Regions from separate parts of the Danio rerio genome. Here region 1 is linked to region 2. Evidence: chromatin contacts called from public Micro-C data. All regions are on one chromosome and are shown on one strand. The core of a region is the stretch at or near the end of the contact, and the rest is flanking DNA. Distances in the headings are between cores, read along the strand shown. Region 1 holds the start of ercc2 (excision repair cross-complementation group 2). Region 2 holds the start of ube4a (ubiquitination factor E4A (UFD2 homolog, yeast)).

Evidence for each region. A called contact is a pair of places that touch in the nucleus more often than the background predicts.
Region 1: a contact with region 2 is called in a Micro-C map of caudal fin, with 4 times the contacts expected there. The contact joins the promoter of ercc2 here to the promoter of ube4a in region 2. A contact is called at or near these places in 2 of 18 Hi-C or Micro-C datasets (caudal fin and an unstated tissue).

What each region holds. Positions count from the first base shown.
Region 1 is chr15:26,155,348-26,162,211 of GRCz12tu, reverse strand. It overlaps ercc2 (excision repair cross-complementation group 2), which reads left to right and starts at 3,052. Exons shown (of 23, transcript NM_200926.2): 1 at 3,052-3,243; 2 at 3,379-3,478; 3 at 5,104-5,181; 4 at 5,374-5,436; 5 at 5,555-5,668; 6 at 5,759-5,875; 7 at 6,080-6,196; 8 at 6,280-6,403; 9 at 6,494-6,590; 10 at 6,687-6,820. The coding sequence starts at 3,239. It overlaps zgc:154093, which reads left to right. Exons shown (of 2, transcript NM_001077731.1): 2 at 1-1,897. The coding sequence ends at 310.
Region 2 is chr15:25,905,308-25,912,525 of GRCz12tu, reverse strand. ube4a (ubiquitination factor E4A (UFD2 homolog, yeast)) reads left to right here and starts at 2,298. Exons shown (of 20, transcript XM_009291737.5): 1 at 2,298-2,377; 2 at 2,985-3,152; 3 at 3,243-3,419; 4 at 4,874-4,986; 5 at 5,104-5,256; 6 at 6,502-6,661; 7 at 6,752-6,954. The coding sequence starts at 3,026. phykpl (5-phosphohydroxy-L-lysine phospho-lyase) reads right to left here and starts at 2,247. Exons shown (of 12, transcript NM_001037557.2): 1 at 2,098-2,247; 2 at 1,882-2,000; 3 at 1-139. The coding sequence starts at 2,156.

The DNA.
Region 1 (6,864 bases), core at 1,803-4,302, 250 kb before region 2:
GGCCTCAATCCCAGTCTTGCCACACATGATGCCTTCCACGAGCTCCTTATCCGAGGCTTCATCAGACGACTCCATGTCTGAAGGCTGTGGTCCGTTAGATCCGAAGCGAGGCTTGAGTCTGGACTCTGATGCGGGACTGAGCAATGAGGACCTGCGAAGTGAACACTGCGAGTCTCCTGCTGTCTCTCCCAGCGTGTCCCGCTCAGAGTCTCTAATGGGTTTGGACCTGGATTTGGGGCCATCCATTTTGGAGGACGTTCTTAGGATCATGGACCGTTATAAGAGCATGGAGGAGAGACATGAGATATAAGGGGAATTCTTCAGATGCTAAAATATTTAATAGTGTCTAACTGCAGACTTGCATATGCAAGCTGGGACATGCAATCTCAGACACAATGCACTCAATAGAGCTAGTGACGTCTTTGTGAGGAGTAAGGGTTAAGAGCGGGGATTAGGTGTGCGCTTCAAAAGCATCGCATCCAGCTCAGTTTGCATACGTTTGAAATTGCATCATGTCTGGTGTCAGCCATCTTGGTATTCCTGTTTTAAAGAACTTTGAATGGACTGGGATGTTAGCAAAATATCTGGTTGTGCCAGTAGAGTATTTTTATCCACATGCAATTTTCTTCATTCATTCATTCATTTATTCATTTTCAACTGCTTTTCTGGGTCGCGGGGGCAGCAGCCTTAAGGTCTTCCCTCTCCCCAGACACTTCCTCCAGCTCCTCCGTGGGGATCCCGAGGCGTTCCCAGGCCAGCCAAGAGACACAGTCCCTCCAGCGTGTCCTAGGTCTTCCTCAAGGCCTCCTCCCGGTGGGACATGTCTGGAACACCTCCCTAGGTAGGTGTCCAGGAGGCATCCGAAACAGATGCCCAAGCCACCTCAGCTGACTTCTCTCGATGTGGAGGAGCAGTGGTTCTACTCCGAGCTCCTCCTGGTTGACAGAGCTCCTCACCCTATCTATAAGGGTGAACCCTGCAACCCTGCGAAGGAAACTCATTTTGGTAACTTGTATCCGAGATCTTGTCCTTTCGGTCAGGACCCAAAGCTCATGACCATAGGTAAGAGTAGGATTGTAGATTGACCGGTAAATCGAGAGCTTTGCCTTTCGACTTAGCTACTTCTTTACCACAACGGACAAGTACATTGACCGCATTACTGCTGCCGCTGCACCAATCCGCCTCTCTCATGCTCCATCCTTCCCTCACTCGTGAACAAAACCCCAAGATGCTTGAGCTCCTCTACCTGGGGTAAAGACTTTCCTCCAACCTGAAGATGGCAAAACAACTTTTTCTGGTGGAGCACCATGGCCTCGGACTTGAAAGTGCTGATTCAGATCCTAGATGCAATCATCTAAAACAGGCAATAAACTTTATAACTTCAACTCTGTCATTGTAAAAATACAGTGATCAGTTCATCTGCATAAGGTGAAGAGGTCATGACAGTAATGAACAGCATGATGAACGCTAACGCTATAACTGTGGATGGCATCACAAAAGCAGTGATGTGATGCTTTGGTCATTTTGACCCAATTGGATATGTTAAATAATCGAGCATTAAAATTTGTTTGTTTTTATATTTGATGTTACTTATTAAGCTGCGTTTTACAGGGAAGGGAATTGGGATTTTGGCTCTGTAGTTATATCAGGAAGTTTGTCATAAAGGTTTAGAAAGTATAGTTTTATTCTGTTGAGGTGAATATTGTCAAAGAATGACCCAAAATGGATTTATACAAATATTTTAATATGTCTAAACTGTGGTCTTTACCCGGCCTATGAGTACGAAGGAAATCACTTCATGAAGATGAATCTTTGTTAGGGTGAAATACTGTATATTTTATTGCATTGTAATATATGATTTAAAAATGTTTATGTAAATAAAATATATTATATAAAATATGCCCCTGTATTAATAATGAAAAATGTTCTCATTTCTTTGGTTCTTTCTCTTTTTTCCCCTCATATGTATTAAAAAATGTCATTTTAGAAGGGGGGCTTAGTAGTAGTGGCTCAGTGGTTAGCATTGTCGCCTCACAGCAAGAAGGTCGCTGGTTCGAAGCACAGCTGGGTCAGTTGGCATTTCTGTGTGGAATTTGCATGTTCTTCTCTTGTTCGCGTGGGTTTCCTCCACAGCAAGGTTATTATAGTTTTGGATTTTTTATTGGTTTTAGTTTTTATTTTGTTTTGACTTTTTGTTTTCAAAATCAGTTTTAATTAGTTTTTAGAGGTAGATTTACTAGTTTTTATTAGTTTCCATATTTTATAGTTGCTTAGTTTTGTTTATTTATTTATTTATTTTTGCACATTGGGATATTTGCTATGTACAAGATTCAAAATCAATAAATATTGTACAAAATACAATAAATATTGTAAAATAAAAACTCAACAATAATTTTTTGAAACATGTTTTCACAGGACACATGACCACTATCATCTACCACTACCACCTACTCATCTTCAAATTCAAATACAACAGCCCACAAGATAGCCTTAAGTAAAATCGTGTGCATGGCTGCCTCTAAGGTTAGACACACAGTAGTGATGGGAAGTTCAGATCTTTAATTCATTCCGCTTTAGCAACCTCTGATGAATAAAGGGACTAAGCTGAAGGAAAATGAATGAATGTAAGTTAAGTGTACTCTACTTGCTTTTCTCTTTTCTGTTTGTTTTTATTTTTTTCTTGTTTGTTTACAATGCACTCTAATTGTACCTGCTTTTCGTTTTTCTTAGCTTTTTTCATTCTTTTTTCTTTGTTTATTTAAAATACAGTATAATTTAGTGTAATCTGTGATAGGCTATATTTTTAATTGATCAAATTTTACTTTTCATGAAAAAAATACTGTTGTTTGTTTTAAAAAATCAGTCATATTTGTAGTGAAGAAAATTACAACCTACACAATTTTAGCGAAAGTTTAGTGCGGACTTCTTTTCTATATATATATTTTTTGATTAACCCCAATGGTGACAAATGTACTTCCGTCAAGGGATTGACATGACGTGCGTGTCATCCAATGAGCTGACAGGATAAGGCGGGCTTTGAAGCGAACAACCAATCAATTAAGCAAAATAGATTACGCACTTTCACTGCGACAGCGTTTTACGCTACCGAGATCGCTTGTGTACCTCGATAGAAGTCTTTTTGTGTAATGCGTTCATGACAGTTATATTAATGTGTGGAAACATACAAAACTGAATACGAGAAACACTTAAGTGCTGCAGAGAAACAATACCAGCAAACATGAAGTAAGTAAACGGTAAATTTTAACTGTTAACGTTAGCATTGCTGCAAATCTGCAGACTGGTAATGGCCCAAACCGCTGTTCATTTAACACAAGTTTTGTTTTTCCTCTAACGTTAATGTCTATTTGATCCTATTAGGCTGAATATCGACGGGTTATTAGTCTACTTTCCGTATGACTACATCTATCCCGAACAATACTCGTATATGCTTGAGCTGAAGAGGACGCTGGATGCAAAGGTATTTATACACAGACACTCATACATTAAACTAATGTTGTATCATGTAACAACATAGACCATTTTCAGGGATGTAAACCAAAACAATGGTCTCAATGTATTTCATGTTTTCCATTTGTAATGTCCATACTTTCTGAGATTTTAAAAAGAGCCATATATTGTAAAATAATGTCATGATAGCGGTTTTAACATTAAATTATGATTTAATTGTCTCATGTTACAGTTATGAAATAGTTTGAAACAAGCAGAAAATGTTCATGGGCCAAAGATATCACCACATTGAAGTGATCTATATTAACATTGTGGCTGGATGTTTTGACATAGGCCAAAAGATGCATCTATAGTTGATACACAACTAATTTAAAGTGTATTTTTTGTTCCTTCTTACAGCGTTATTTTTACAATTGAGGTAAAGTTGGTTTTATATTAGCACATTCGTTCAGTGACATGCTCCCTTTATTGTTTACCATGGTAATTTGAATATTCAGAGTGAAATCCTATTAAAGTATGACTTCAAAACAACATTAGCTATATGTTTTTAGGCAGTGAACAATGTTGTACTTTGATAGTCATGGTAATAAGATTTCCCTATTTAGAGTTTGCTAAAATATTTTTCTAAAAATATGATATTAGGGAAAAAGACTGAATGTGTGGGTATAAAACCAACTTTACTGTTTTAATTGAGATAAAGTTGGTTTTATACTCACACATTTGTTCAGTGACATGCTCCCTTTTTGTTTACCATGGTACTTTGAATATTTGGTCTGCAATCCTAGGTAAGTATGACTTCAAAACAACATTAGCAATCTTTTTTTGTATAGTGAAATGTGGTCTTAAGGTTTGCTGGTTTAAGAGTTGGTTCAGGTAAAAAGTGTAATTATAAATGTACTTACAGAATTTAATTACAGATGTAATTACATGCAGATATTTAATCAAGCATAAGTACAATGTAAAATCATATATTTACTCATTAAGTAAAGTGTAACGAATGATTCAATTTCAGTGTAAGTTCATGTTAGTAAAGGCCACTTAATATAAAGTGGGACCGAAAAATTTTCTGAAAATATTTTTAGAGAGAAAGACTGAATGTGTGAATATAAAACCAGCTTTACTCTAATATTTTTATTGAGGTAAAGTTGGTTTTATATTCGCATAATCGTTCCGTGACATCCTCCCTTTATTTTTTACCATGGTACTTTGAATATTTGGTCTAAAATCCTATGTAAGTATGACTTCAAAACAATCTTTTTTGTACAGTGAACAGTGTTGTACTTTAAAAGTCATTGGATGCTATTATGGTTTCCCTATAAATATGAATTTGCAAAGAATATTTTTCTGAAATGTATATTATTAGGGAGAAAGACCAAATGTGTGGATTTATAGGTTATCATGATGCTACTGCCCTAATTTAATTGCCCCTGGTGGGAATAATAAAGTTCACCACATCATTTTTAGTCTGATTATGAATGCATTTTTTGTAATCTCGCATTATCTGAGATGTTGGATGGGATGTTTATGTTAAACAGAGCCATGACTGAGTGAAAGTAAAAAGCAATAAAAAACAAAAAAAAATTGTTTGTCTTATGTATAGTTGTTTCATATTTTGTTTTTATTATGTGTGTAAAGGGTCATGGAGTTCTGGAGATGCCCTCAGGAACAGGAAAAACTATTTCTCTTCTTTCGCTCATCGTTGCTTACCAGAAGGTGACGGATTTTGATCGACGATTAAATATTTGAATACTTTATTAAATGACAGTCTGATGGCTTTAAAAATATCCCTGATTTATATATATAATTATATATATATATATATATATATATATATATATATATATATATATATATATATATATATATATATATATATATATATATATAATGTTTAATCTCTTACAGACTTACCCTTTAGAAGTCACCAAGCTCGTGTACTGCTCTCGCACGGTGCCTGAGATAGAGAAGGTATTTTGTTGACTGACTTGATATAGATGTTTATTACCTTTTATACATTTTTTTTTGCTTTCTAAATACACATGTCGTATGTTAATTTTTATTTTATGCATCTTTCATTTACCTGCAGGTTGTGGAGGAGCTAAGGAAACTGATGGATTATTACTCAAAGCAAACGGGAGTAAAAAACGACTTCCTCGCCCTTGCACTTTCCTCGAGGAAAAACCTGTGCATTCATCCTGAGGTAGAGGCCGCTGAATGGGCAGATTTGTCTGTGATTTCAGTAAAATCTGTGCTGTGATCTTATTAAAAAGTACTGAATGTGTGACTACAGGTGAGCTCTCTGCGTTTTGGAAAAGAAGTAGATGGAAAATGTCACAGTCTGACAGCATCGTATATTCGAGCGCAGCATCAGAGTAACCCAAATCAGCCTGTCTGCCAGTTTTATGAGGTGGGACACATTTCCTAAGCATATACAATCATGGCACAGTTTTTCTTACTTTTTATTTTATTTTTTTCTAGTGTAAAGTGTATTTTTTCTTTCTATTTTTGCTGTTTCTTTCTATATTTTAATGTTTTTTAAAAAGTATAATAATAATAAACACATTTAAACAAAAAAAAATAATGATAGCTTGAAATTGGTTCCTGTTTGCAGGAATTTGATAATGTAGGCAGACAGGTGCCCATTCCCCCTGGTATATATAATTTGGACGATCTGAAGGACTTTGGGCGTAGAAAAGGCTGGTGTCCTTACTTCCTGGCACGTTACGCAGTGAGTACTTTGCTAAGGTTAATATAATGTGCAATTGCTGTGCATGTAATTTATTTCACTCTCTCATATGTTCCTTTATTCAGCTTCTTCACGCAAACATAGTAGTGTACAGCTACCATTACTTACTAGATCCGAAAATCGCAGACTTGGTCTCGAAAGAGCTCGCAAAGAAATCAGTTGTCGTGTTCGATGAGGCTCACAACATTGGTGAGTAGCACATTTCAATATTTATCACTGTGATTTATACATCATGTGGACTAGATTATTGTTATTTAAGCTCATATTGTTTTCTTTTAGATAATGTGTGTATTGATTCCATGAGCGTCAACATCACCAGGAGGACACTGGATCGCTGCCAAACCAATGTGGAAACCCTTCAAAACACCATTAGCAGGTGTGACAAAAGAGTGGGAATTAATAAGCAACCTCTGCATTTCTTAATGCCTTTAATGTGTTTAATGTCCTGCATTCTGCTTGTTGTCTTTTAAAGAATTAAAGAAACAGATGCTGCCAAACTTCGAGAAGAATACAGAAGATTAGTCGAGGGTCTTAAAGAAGCTAATGTTGCCAGAGAAACTGACATTTATCTGTCCAATCCAGTTCTGCCTGATGAAATCCTGCAAGGTCAGATTTTGTTATCTAACAACTTACAAATCATATAGACTTTA
Region 2 (7,218 bases), core at 1,049-3,548:
ACAGAAAGTTTCTTTGGGAGAGTGGCAGCCAGTCGATCAGCATACTGCACTATATTATCATGAAGGAATCTAGTGTTTGTGTTCAGAAGATCCATCTGAGCGCCAGCCACCTGAGTGATGCTGGGGTGACTGTGACCCACTGAAAAGATCATGTGATTATGTACTTGACACTTTTGGAAAGAGCTATGGAAAGCCTATTTAAATTCAGTGACATGAAGACAAGAGCTGCTTCTTTTTCTGTAGACATATAGAGTGACCAGATGTCAGTTTTTTGAGGAGTCTAAATGTTTGTTGTCTTTTCCCCGACTGGAGATGTTTTAATTTAAAATAAATTTACCAGATAAACACAAAGATTGCACAAAAATTGCACAAAGTAACAATTTGGTTTTGGCAAAAATAATGAACAAAGTAACAGGGTTAGACAAACCACTTTTTTAGTCCTTTTATTAATCAGGGGTCGCCACATCGGAATGAACCGCCAACTTATCCAGCATATGTTTTACGCAGCGGATGCCTTTCCAGCTGCATCCTATCACTGGGAAACACCCATACACATTCACACATACACTATAGAAAATGTAGCCTTCCCAATTCACCTATAGCGCATGTCTTTGCTCTCAGAGGAAACCCACGCGAACATGGGGAGAACATGCAAACTCAACACAGAAATGCCAACTGACCCAGCTGGGGCTCAATCCAGCAACCTTCTTGCTGTGAGGCGATAGTGCTACCCACTGCACCACTGTCTATTTTGTGCGCCCTACATCTATTTTGCCTACTTGTACATTTTCTAATGATTTTTGAAAACATTTTTGATTTTTGATACATTTTACAAAATATTTAACTTTGATGAATGGATGTTTCTTTTTTTAAAATAGTAAAACTGGCAATAATACATTTAATAATGCTTTGAGGTCGATCATTTTTCTTGGGAAGTTTCACATACACAAAGTAAAACTGATGTCTGTTACTCCTTTCTTTATTTTTTTCTGTAAAGATTTATAAATATTTTATAAATCTTTGACCGCAATTACAAGCAACAAGAAGACTATAAAAATCTCTCCAATAATGAAAAAAATAATCTGTACAATCTAATAATTTAAATATATTTTAATTTTATGTATGTTCTGCATCACTTGCTAAGTTTTTTGAATGACTGTTACATACAGTTGAAGTCAGAATCATTGGCCCCTCTGTTTATTTTCCCTCCAATTTCTGTTTAAGGGAGAGAAGATTTGTTTAACACATTTCTGATTAAAATAGTTTTAATAACTCATTTCTAATAACTGATTTATTTTATCTTTGCCATGATGACAGTAAATTATATTTGACTAGATATTTTTCAAGACACTTCTATACAACTTAAATCGACATTTAAAGGCTTTACTAGGTTAATTAGTTTAATAGGCAGGTTAGGGTAATTAGGCAAATTATTGTATAATTTTATTGTTTTTGTATAACTAAATTAAAAACTGCTTTTAATATAGCTGAAATAATACAAATAATACCTTTTTTAAAGAAGAAATATTATTATCATTGTATTAACATCATTTGGGAAATATTTTAAAATAAATAAAAATTCAAAGGGGGGCTAATAATTCTGACTTCAACTGTATGTCATTTTACAATCCTGTATTCTTGTCAGTTACATGCTTTAGTAAAAAATAAACAAATTACATTTTAAAATATATTAAAATAGAAAATAGCTATTTGATAATGTAATAAAGTGACAACATTAGTCAATTTTACTGTATTTAGATGATTTACAGTATGTATTGACAAGCATTCCATGTTGAGGTTTTATTTATTAACGCTTTTGTCTAATTATAATTTATATACGTCATCAGCTGGATACATGCCATAACTGCAAAATGTCCTTACCATGTTGAACATTACTAATGCAATCTAAATACTGCGTGCCATTCTCGTCGTATAAATATTGACCCCGTGCTCGGACTATTTTCACAGGATCATGGGAGAAAAAGAGTCTGCAGGACTGTCTGAAAAGACATTGAAAAGAGCAGAACAGCATTTCAAACTGCAGCAGACCTCATAATAAAAAAGCTAACGGTAAGTTTAATATTTGATCCAACTTACGCAATCAGCTTCTTGCGCATTTGCAAAGTCTCATTTTTGTGAAAAAGTTCAACAGCCATTTTAAACGACGAGGTCTTCTGCTAAAGCCGACTGTTTTTACAGCCTGAAGACATCTGGCAAGACTTTGAACCAAAGAAAAGGGAGAGGGAGGGAGATAGAAAAAAAACATTGAAATAAACAGTAGTGTATCGTCCACTTCTGATGACGTCACACAACGCGTAGGATCTGGATCTCCTGCACAGCACCATATCCGATTTACCACATTTCAACCTAAAACAAGGTATGACGTGCCTTCATGTTGATGTATTTGATCGTATGTCTGCTATTTAAAGCGTTATTTACTTTATTTATACTTTGTTGCGGTGTTTCAGCAATATTACCAGCGCGCTGTCAGTTGCTAAGTACGCTGCTAGTTGTTTAGCTAGCATAAGACACCTGACAGCAGGGAAGGAGATCTGTCACTGCCTTTGACGGCTAGAAAGCTCGTGTTTTTAGGTTTACATTTATCACACATCTTCTCAGACCCCCTAGGCTCTGTTTGCTGGTAGTCTGACTCACTTCTGGGATGAATATGACACATATGTGTAGCAAGTTAGCATTCCTGACACTAATTTGCAGTCCCTATTGATCTGCAGTCTGGTTTCCTGTTGCTTGAATATGACTCATACATGATTTAATCAATTCTTGTTGATTACTGACTCACCAGAAGAGCAAATAAATCGTTATGGGATGTCATCTTGCTTTTTTTAAATATGATGTAGGCAAACTCTTTTGTGATGAGCTCAGTTTTTTTGTTTTGGAATTTAGGTAGATCAAATTCAGTATCATTGCTAGGCTTTGGACTTGGAGTTGTGGATCTAATTCACATCTGATTTTTCCTCCTGCAGACAGTGAAAATACTTGTTGATGGAGGACGTGCTCCAGGGAAATGACAGACCAGGGCAATAACAATCAGAACATCTCACAAAACCCTTTCGCAGCACTCTTCAGTTCAGTTGCTGACGCAAAACAGTTTGCATCTGACCAAAAGCAACAGCGTCCAACTGAGCAGCAATGTAAGTTCTTGGTAATAAAGGAGCACTCTACATTTATCCTTGAAGGATTACATCGATGTGATGGTTCTTTGTAATTGTTTATCCCTGCAGCAGTAGATTCAGGAGAGAGCCAGTCTGAGTCAGAAAACTCTGCGTCTGAAAGCATTGATGAGAATGATGACTCAGTGGCGGAGATCAGCCGATCGTTCCGCTCACGACAGGAGCTCTGTGAACAGCTCAATGTCAACCACATGATCCAGAGGATCTTCCTCATCACTCTGGACAACAGTAAGAGCAAAAACACCTCTCTGAAATGAGAACTACCTGTCCCATTGTAGGTCTGTGTTTATGTAGTAATTATAACTATAATAATAGTTTTGTTTTATTTGACAACTAATATACAGTACATTATTGTTCAGAGGATTTGCTTGGTGTTCATTTTGAAACATTTTTGTAACCCTCTGTGCAGATATTTGATTACTAATACAGTAATAATGCGAAATAATAATAATAATAATAATAATAATAATAAATCAAAATAATAATAATAGTAATATTATTAATCTGTTTTCAAATGTAATTTATTGATAAATATAATGTGATAAAATTTTGCATGATGCTTCAAAAAGCTGATTTAGCCCCTTTTGATGGATATAAGGTGCAAAGTTTCTACACATGCAACACACAGATATTGTATATACATTTTAATAGATTATAGTGCATGTGTGTGTGTGTGTGTATCAATTTTGATTTGACTTGTGTTCATTTTCGTATATCTTGATAATCAATACTGAATTGACTCCCTTTTTAAATGAATTATAAAATTGATATATAATAAAGATTAATTTAGAAATTGTTTTCCAGCTCTAATTGCATATAATATTCCCCCTTTCCTTTTAAAAGATGATACTTTTTTTTATCTGACCCTCTGAGACAGAACAGTTTTGAGAAGTACTTGTCATAACTCATCATTATTCAGAAAGAAAGAGACATTAGATAGTTTATACTAAATGACTGTTGTCTTGATGATCTCAGATTTGATGAGCATATCATGTTGACATGCCGTTTCCAGGCAGTGCTGCAGATGAGCTCATCCACTGCAGAATGGTCCATTACGTCATTTATGTTGCTCTCATTTGTATATTTATCTATGTCCTTTACATCTATCTACTGTCCATCACGCTGGTCTGTTTGCCATTCAAATCTTTGTTTCTGGGTTTGGGCTGTATTATTATTATTATTTTTAGTTTTTGGAAGGTAAGTAATGATTATATTAAAAAAAGATGCATTAAACTGGTCCAAAGTGAAAGTAAGACATTTTATAATGCTATAGATTTCTTTTTATTTAAAGTTGCTGTTTAAATCCTGTAACAATTCCATATTTTTTATTTTTCAATGTTTAGCTGCAAATGTATTTAACATATCAAGAAGAAATGGAACAAACTATTTCTGAAATCATTTTACTCTGAAGACTTGAGTGATTGCACTGACAACTTTAAATCACAGAAATACAGCAGGTTTTCAAATATCTTAAAATAGAAAACAGATATTTTATTGTAGTATTTCAAAATAATGCAGTTTGTTTTACAGTATTTTATAAAATAAATGCAACTTTAACTATAAGAGACATAAGAAAAACTTTATAGATTCTAAACTGTGGTGGTGAGTCTGTGTCTCCATAATGTAGACTAAGAAAGAATTTACTGTTATATAATGATCCATGCTGGTTGAAATCTCTCCAGGTGATCCGAGTCTAAGAAGTGGCAATGGCATCCCACCACGCTGTGTTTACCTTGAGGAAATGGCAGCTGATCTTGATGGTCAGGACTGGCTTAACATGGACACCATAGAGCAGGTACAATGTGTTAAGAGTGTTGTGCTTTTCCAGATTTGTATAATGTCAGATAAGTCTTATGCATGTGCATATAAAGAACTTTGAATAAGAACAATATTGCTCTTTCTTTCCCTCCAGGCTTTGTTCAACAGGCTGCTTTTGCAGGAGCCAGGAAACCATCTCATTTACATGACCTCCTGTAGTGTAGTGAATCTCTCGGCAGATCGAGACGCTGGAGAGAAACGTGCCATACCTTACCTTTACGCCTGCTACCAAAGAGCTAAAGAGGAGGTATTTTCTGGAGAGATTATTTCTAGATGCGCCATCATGCCATTGGACATATTGACAAAAAAAGTTGTTATCATGGGCTTTTTTGTCAGTGTATCTACTTGAAAAATTTGTTAAAGGAATACTCCGCTTTTTTAGTACTATGATATTAAGCACGGCTGTTACCTATTTTTATGTACGATGTAATATAATTGCGCCTGCTGCAGCCATGGTACAGCAGCAAAATTCCTTGATTATTTTGCCCGAATGAGATTATTGTTCCTAGTCATATTAATCGAGAAAATAGCAACTTAGTACACAATGTAACTACAGAAGAGTCAAGCTTTAAATTAGATTTTTTTTTTTTTACATTTGTTAGTGAGTTGCTAATAGTATAATCAGATTCAATGATTTATGCTAAGCTAAGCTAAAAGTGTACCCCACCAAACCAGAGATTGACTAAATGGATTCAAAAATGGTAAAACTCAGGGTCATCTCAGCCTCAGATGTCACACCAAGCTTCACCTGATCATCTGATGCATATGACACACTTTTCTGGAAACACTTTCAAATTCATTTTAACATGGGTCGCTTTTGGTGCTTCCCACCATTTTATTGCTCTTTTTTTTGTTTCAAGAACAAGGTCCAAGGTTTAGAATAAAAGTTACCTGTAAAATGTTTTTTCTGTTTAAAACAACACAGTAGTGAAAGATGACTTCACTTATGTCACATTGTATTTTTTTTCTAGTAGCTGAATGTTGATAATTTTCACCTTTTATGATGGCATAGCAGTCAAAATAGAACAAATGAGCTCAGGTTTGGGACAAATTCTGGACATTTGTCTGTAGGTGGCTACGGCCTGTTGCTGACAGATCACTAAGTATATTGATGCATCGTTGTTGTAGACTTTTAAAAACGTTTGTGAATGAATGATGCATGGTTGTTTACCGGCCTCATTTACACACTAATCTGTTAATCTGTCCGTCAAAGAGCATCGTGGGCGATCCTTGACCATTCAAATCGGTCAAAGTTCCCAGACCTTCATCCGTCAGTCTGAGGTCTGGCTACTCAAGACTTAACTCTAGGTGACTTGAAAAATTACAATATTTCCTCCAAGAAGTGGAGCATTCCTTTAATGTTTTTGTTTAAATCATAATTTTTAAAAATAGATTAAAAAATGTAACTAAAATGAAATAAAACTGGACAGTTGTGCCAAAAGAATGTTTGCTTATTTACACAAAAATATGCATATGCTTCAAAACCACACAGATCACTAAAGTCCCTGAGAAACTGTTGTCATTTGCTGTGCACTGCAAAAACCTGACCGTGTCCAATGCACGAACTGTGCTGCTGACCCCAGAGATCTACATCAGTCAGAACGTTTACGAGCAGCTTCTGGACCTGTTGCTGGAGGCTGTCAGAGGAGCCCGTAAGTGTCATATTTGAGGACATCTGATACATTTGAAGCTTCTGAAATGACTTTGTCTGGATGACTTTGTTTGCATGGTTGTCTCTGCAGAGTTTGAAGAGGTTGTGGAGTTTTTAGAGGAGGTCATTGCTAGCCTGTTGGCTGACCAAGAAGTGCGGACCTTTGGGGAGGTAATGGTGCCAGTGTTTGATATTTTCCATGGCCGGGTTAAAGACCTAGACCTCTGTCAGCTGCTGCTGTTTTCCTACCTGGAAATTCTCCTGTACTTCAGTCGACAAAAGGACATTGCTAAGGTTTGATTAAACACTTAATAAAGCCCAAAGTATACTTTGTATTTTATGCATAAAATAGGGTATATGTGACTTATATACATTGCTCATCTTAATTGAGTTCACCCCGTTTTGAAAATGAATATTTGTATCCATTTCTCAGTGAATATAGGCAATGTATTTTGGTGCATTTAAACAAAACCGATTTATTAAACAGATATATTTATTAAAATAATAGTTTAGTCACCAAATATATTTAGAAATTGAAAGATAATACAATTAAATTCA